Linked DNA regions of Mus musculus: region 1 is linked to region 2. Evidence: chromatin contacts called from public HiChIP or PLAC-seq data. All regions are on one chromosome and are shown on one strand. Each heading gives the region's core, a stretch centred on a gene start, on an enhancer-like site or on the middle of the called end of the contact. The rest is flanking DNA. Distances are from core to core; before and after follow the strand shown.

Evidence for each region. HiChIP or PLAC-seq counts read pairs in DNA pulled down with a chosen protein or histone mark.
Region 1: a contact with region 2 is called in an H3K4me3 HiChIP or PLAC-seq map of the SCID.adh cell line, with 22 read pairs. The contact joins the promoter of Slc16a1 here to the enhancer-like site in region 2. A contact is called at or near these places in 15 of 39 promoter capture datasets (the 3T3-L1 cell line, 3T3-L1-derived adipocytes, the C10 cell line and 8 more), 1 of 15 datasets of contacts at CTCF or cohesin (large pre-B cells), 24 of 484 Hi-C or Micro-C datasets (the AML12 cell line, the HPC-7 cell line, the N1E-115 cell line and 14 more), 20 of 115 datasets of contacts at active chromatin or transcription factors (the 230-238 cell line, the SCID.adh cell line, acute myeloid leukemia and 13 more) and 2 of 9 other capture datasets (adipose tissue and embryonic stem cells).

Annotation. Positions count from the first base shown.
Region 1 is chr3:104,637,205-104,640,025 of GRCm38.p6, reverse strand. Slc16a1 (solute carrier family 16 (monocarboxylic acid transporters), member 1) reads right to left here and starts at 1,362. Exons shown (of 5, transcript NM_009196.4): 1 at 1,198-1,362.
Region 2 is chr3:104,564,246-104,567,230 of GRCm38.p6, reverse strand. The region is part of intron 1 of Gm34490 (a long non-coding RNA gene); the gene reads right to left. Among named protein-coding and RNA genes, the nearest start is that of Gm34490, 10 kb to the right of the region's middle. Within about 2 kb of position 1,435, at least 50 of the 459 cell types and tissues checked have an H3K27ac peak or open chromatin away from gene starts, as enhancers often do. A contact at or near this core is called in the 230-238 cell line, the N1E-115 cell line, the SCID.adh cell line and 9 more, where this site is marked.

The sequences.
Region 1 (2,821 bases), core at 113-2,612, 73 kb before region 2:
TGAATGATGAATAAATAAATTCAAGAGTCTCTTATTCAGCTGAGAAAAACAAGCAAAACACGAGAACAAAAACCCACCCTGCTTGATTTAATTCCCATCCACCCTTTCCCAAACTCTCGTACAATTACTAATCTCACACATCAGCATATACTCATTTAAAACCAAAGTAATTTTTTTTCAATGCCGACGATCAAACTTTGGAGCCTCAGGCATGGTAGGCCAGGCAGGTAGGTACTCATGCCACTGAGCAACACACCCCGAGCCTAAGCGGAATGACGCCTTAAGATTTCAAAATTAGTTATGGGTAAAAAAAAACAAAAGTAGTTTGTCACTGTGTAACTACTAGCAGTAGCCCGCCAGTTTATAATGAGCCACTGGAAAACGGGAAAAGACTGAAGTAGTAACACGTGCGTTTCCTGGTTGAGTGATCAGACGCTAGTTTTCGTAACTGCTGGTTGCACCAAAAACGCCATCATAAAGAAAAGCTAAAATGTACTCGGCAAAGGGATGTACTTGGCCCAGAAAGTGTGCTCTGACCAAATATAAGGACGTTTAAATCTGCTCCACAGGGATGCCTTGGGACCCCGTGCCCGCGGCAGACGCGCCGAAGCCACAGGTTGGACCATAAAGAGCCCCTTCCTCAAAGTTCACTCGAACCCCGTAGTCTTGTACCGGCGGTCCGCAATGCAGCTCCTCACATTCCTCACACCACTCTAGCAAGTCACCTGGTGGGACACCGATTGGCAGACCGGGGAGGCTGGGCGGGTATGCCACGAGTCCTAAGTAACTCCCGCCCCAGCAGAAGGCGGCAGGAGTGCACCACGTGAAGCGGCCTCAGGTCGTCCCTCTTCCCGACCTAAGCATCTCTCCAGGCGCCTAGAGTAGGCAGCGCTGGAAGCGTCTCCCCCAAGGTCACCGGGCACCATGACCCGACTCCCGCAGCCCGGCGGCCGCCACCTGACCACGGGCCCGCAGCTCGGCCGGGAGAGACGCTGTGCCCAGCGCCTCAAGGTCCCCTTCACCCACGCCACGTTCCGGGCCACGCGGCTCCGCGCGCCCAGGATGCCGCGTCGCTCGCCCCGACCCTTGCCCCAGGGAGGAAAGTCCCCGCGTGCCCGCGGGGCTCCGCGACCCCACCGGGGCACCAAGGGCACCGCGGATTCCGTGCCGCGCGCTGCCCGCTCAGCCCGGACTAACCGTTATGTGTGTCTCGCGGCGCCCGGAGTATGCGTGACGCGGCGGCGCGGGCCGCAGTTCCTCGGAGCCGGGGGGGTCCCGCTCGTGTCCCCTGCCCGCCGCCGGGCTCCTTGGCTGCTGCACCTACACGACCGACCAGTCACGTCGCAGCTCGCCACTTTGTCTGGCGGGGCAGGCGCGGCTGCCTTATAACCCGCGGGGGCCGGAGCATGCGCACAGGGGGTGGAGTCGGCCTTCCCGGCCGCCGCCCCCTCCCTGCCATACATACTCCCAGCTCGGCATCTCGCGCCTCCACACGCTGCGGGCTGCGCGTGCCCGCTCGCTCGCTCGGGCGCGCGCGCCGGCGCCCCCCTTCCCGCCACGTGACCCGGCGCCGCGGCCCGGAGACCCCGCACATCCTTATCAGCGCTCTGAGGGGGTAGCTTCTTTTGGCGCGTGCCGGGGACGCCATCGTGGGCCTCACCCCTCAGGCTCTGGAGGAGAAAAGGGGAAAAAAAAACTGCCCTGAGGGCGGACCCTGAGGTGCAGAGGGCGAAGGCGATGGACCGTCGGAGTCCGGGGACTGAACAGCATTTTGAATGGACGGACACTGGTAGACTCCGATGTGGGCCTGGAACCCGGGCTCGGGGACCCTGGGAAGTTGCTGGAACCCTCCGGGCCTGTTTCCTTGCGCTACATCAGCCACTATGGAGGCGTTAGGAAGTTTAATGTGCGATTTTACGCAAGTATCTCGTCACAGAGCCTGACCTGTGGCATTTGATGAACGCTTAGTTTAAGGACAAGCCGGTCAGGAGAAACTGGCCCCGGGGCAGAGAGTGTGTACGTTGGAAACGCTGATATGAGCATGCTCTTAGGCCAGAAGTTTATGAACACTGGATTTGGGGGACGGGTCGGGATTATGGCTAGTGGGATTAGGACAGTTGCATGCTAAGTAAGCACTGTACCAGAATTATCTTGTATGATCTTCACAACCGTATTAGGTGCCAAGAAGATCTTGTAACTAAGGAACCCCGGGCTTCACGAGGTTAACTGGCAGAAGTCACCAGGCTAGGAAGTCGCCAACATTTAAAGTCAAAGCCACAGAGCCTGGTGTCACAAGAGCCATTTTCGGTTCTTCACCAAGCCCAGATTCCAAAGTGTCTTGAAGTGGTAAACTAGTGAGTACTCTTGATGGCCAGGACCCTTGATATTTTTATTATTACGAGATGGGTATTTGGTTGGTTGTTTTTGATTTCTTGTTTTTTTTTTTTTTTTTTTTTTTTTTTTTTGAGATAGCCTCGTGTGTGTGTATAGCTCCACCTGGCCTGGAACTCATCATGTAGATCAGGCTGGCTTCGAACTAAGAGAGCAAACATGAAAAAAAAAAAAAAATCAACCCGCCTCTGTCTCCCTACCGCTAAGATTATTTGTTTAATTTTGTGTTTTGAGACATGGCCTTATTATGTATTCTCTTGGCTGGCCTGAAACTTGTAACGTTGATTAGACTGGCCTCAAACTCAAGAGATCCGCCTGGTTTTGCTTCAGTGCTGCTATTAAAGGCATGTGCTCCATCACACCCAGTGAGAATATTTTTTAAAGTCAGGCCTTCTGGCTTCCAAGGCTCTTACTGCATACCAAGATCCTG
Region 2 (2,985 bases), core at 186-2,685:
CACTCAACTTCAAGCCACTGTTTGTTTGTTTGTTTGTTTTTAAAGTCGTTTTACAGCATTTACTATCTCTTTAAATGTTTTGTATTTATATTTTATTTATAGGTATGGTACATACATTTTAAATTTTTGAATTAGTGGGAAATTCTTTTTTAAAAAATTTAATTGGCTATGCATGGTGGCAAATACTTTTAATCCCAGCATTCAGGAGGCAGGAGCAAGTGTATCTCTGTGAGTTAGCAAGTGTATCTCTGTGAGTTCAAGGCCAGCCTGGTCTACAAAGTGAATTCCAGGAGAGTCAGAACTGTTACACAATAAAACCCTGTCTCAAAAAACAAAATAAATAAGTAAATAAGTAAATAAATAAATAGATAGATAGATGCCTCCACTCTTTGCCAGCAGTAATAACAACAAGCTGGGCATAGTGGTTGCACATCTGTAAATCCCAGTGCTTGGGGGACAGAGGCAGCAGTTCATGAGCTACATAGTTGAGACTCTTTTTTTTGGGGGGGGGGGTGTTCGAGACAGGGTTTCTCTGTATAGCCCTGGCTGTCCTGGAACTCACTTTGTAGACCAGGCTGGCCTCAAACTCAGAAATCCGCCTGCCTCTGCAGGGATTAAAGGCGTGCGCCACCACACCCGGCTCCATAGTTGAGACTCTTAAAAAACACAACACAAGACAAACCCAAAATGATTCTGACGAAAGAGCTCTAAGACACACTGACCACGAAATGAGGCTACAGCTAACCTACGGAACAGGGCTGCTACCGAGCCGGAGAGAGAATCCATAACAGTTTAAATCAAGCTTCCTGTGCCCATCAAGGTGCTCAGTTTCTCTACAGGCTGCTTCCGCCCATCCCTCCTTACACACTTAATCCACTAAATCACCCTGGCTGTCACGGAGAGCAGTGGAGAGCAACACGCAGCCGCTCTCCGAACTGCGCACCAGCTTCCAGCCACAATGGCCAATTTGGTGTGTCCATTTCAGCCCATTTTCAAATTAAAGTTTCATTACTGCTGCTATTAAGTTGTTCCCTTAAGGAGGGGGGAAAGAAAAGGGAGGTCTTGGAAAGAGTAAGCCGGGAGTGGGCCTCCCGAAGCGACTGGCCACTTTAGGCAGATCGCTTTGCAAAATGCAATGGGTGATGTGTGGTTCCTGGGTAGGGCATCTGGCCACCTTCACTTCAGCAAACTGCTGATTCCCAGGTTCTGGCTCTGACTGGACTGCCAGAGACCTGACAGATGGCTAACATCCTCCCATTCTCCCTTTCCTGTCTTTATACTCTGTCTCTCCTCTTGCCCTGAAAATGGCCAGGAAAAGGAGTTTCTCTTTCATGCCCTGGAGGGTTGAGACACTCTTGCCTTCTTTCCTTCCTAAGTTTAATGCCGCAGACTTGTCCTGGCCAGGCCAGAGAAGGTTGCATCACAGATGCTGCTGCTGCTGCTGCTATATTTAACCCCCACATGCCTTTCAATCAGAGCAGGCCATGCGATGAAAAACAGCCGTGACAAACTGCTGCGGGTATCTTCTGGAGAAGAAAAACATTGAATTTTAAAGCTGTGTATGCTTTTGTCTTGCAGTACGTTTCTCTGGGGACTAAATTTCCTCGCCCGCTTTCTGAATCCTGTCTGAGGGGGGCAGGGGTAGGTAGTTCAGTTAGCCTCTAACTGTTAGACAGTGCAGGTGCACAGGCTTTGAGTTGACACCACCGCAAAACAATGAAATAACTTAAATAAGAGTTAAGGAAATGTGGGTGTTTACTCTTCGGGCTGTCAAACAGCCCCTGAGAGGAGTCTAAATAACCAGGAGACTTGCAAGCAAAGCCTTTGTTAGAGTGTTTCAGTCTAAAGATCCCGTACCCTGTTCCCTCCAGCCTCCTTCAGATCAATTCCCTTCATCTCCAAGTCCCAGTTTTCTACTCCTGGGTAAAATGGTAAAATGACCAGCCCTATTTCACCAGGGAGTTTACTGTGAGGAGAATTAATGTGGTAAAGTGACACCCCTGCCCCTCAGACAGGATTCAGAAAGTGGGCAAGGAAATTTAGCCCCTAGAGAAATGCACTGCAAAACAAAATTATACACAGCTTTAACATTCGATGTTTTTCTCCTCCTGAAGATACCTGCAACAATTTGTCACAGCTGTCTTTCATCACATGGCCTGCTCTGATTGAAAGGCATGCGGGGGTTAAATATAGCAGGTCTCAAAACCTGGCCTAGTAGTGCTTTCCTGATCATGAGTTGGAGGCCAGCCTAGGCTACTAGAGGACTCCATGTCTCAAAAACAAAGTGAATAAGTGTGGGCAATAATTAATTCAACTCTAATTTAGTCCAATAGTCAGTCAGTCTCTCTCTCCCCCCTCTCTCTTTCTTCCTTTCTTTCTTTCTTTCTTTCTTTCTTTCTTTCTTTCTTTCTTTCTTTCTTTCTTTCTTTTTCAAGATAGGGTTTCTCTGTGTAGCCCTGGCTGTCCTGCAACTCATTCCCTAGACCAGGCTGGCCTCGAACTCAGAAAGCTGCTTGCCTCTGCCTCCTAAGTGCTGGGAATAAAGGCATGGGCCACCATGGCCTGGCCTCTTTTCTTGAAAGAGGGTTTCTCTATTATGTAGTCCTGGCGCTTGCTATGTAGACCTGGCTGGCCTCAAACTCAATCCTTGTGCCTATACTTCCCAAGAGCTGGGATTAAAGGCATGCATCATGCCTGCAAACCTCTTTTCTCTTTTCTTTTCTTCTTTCTTTCTTTCTTTTTCTTTTTTTCTTTCTTTTTTTATTTTTTGTTTTTTTTGAGACAGGTTTTCTCTGTATAGCCCTGGCTGTCCTGGAACTCACTCTGTAGACCAAGCTGGCCTCGAACTCAGAAATTTGCCTGCCTCTGCCTCCCAAGTGCTGGGATTAAAGGCGTGTGCCACCACCGCCCTGCTTTGCTTCTTTTCTTTCCTTTTCTTCTTTTTCCTTTCTTTCTTTCTTTCTTTCTTTCTTTCTTTCTTTCTTT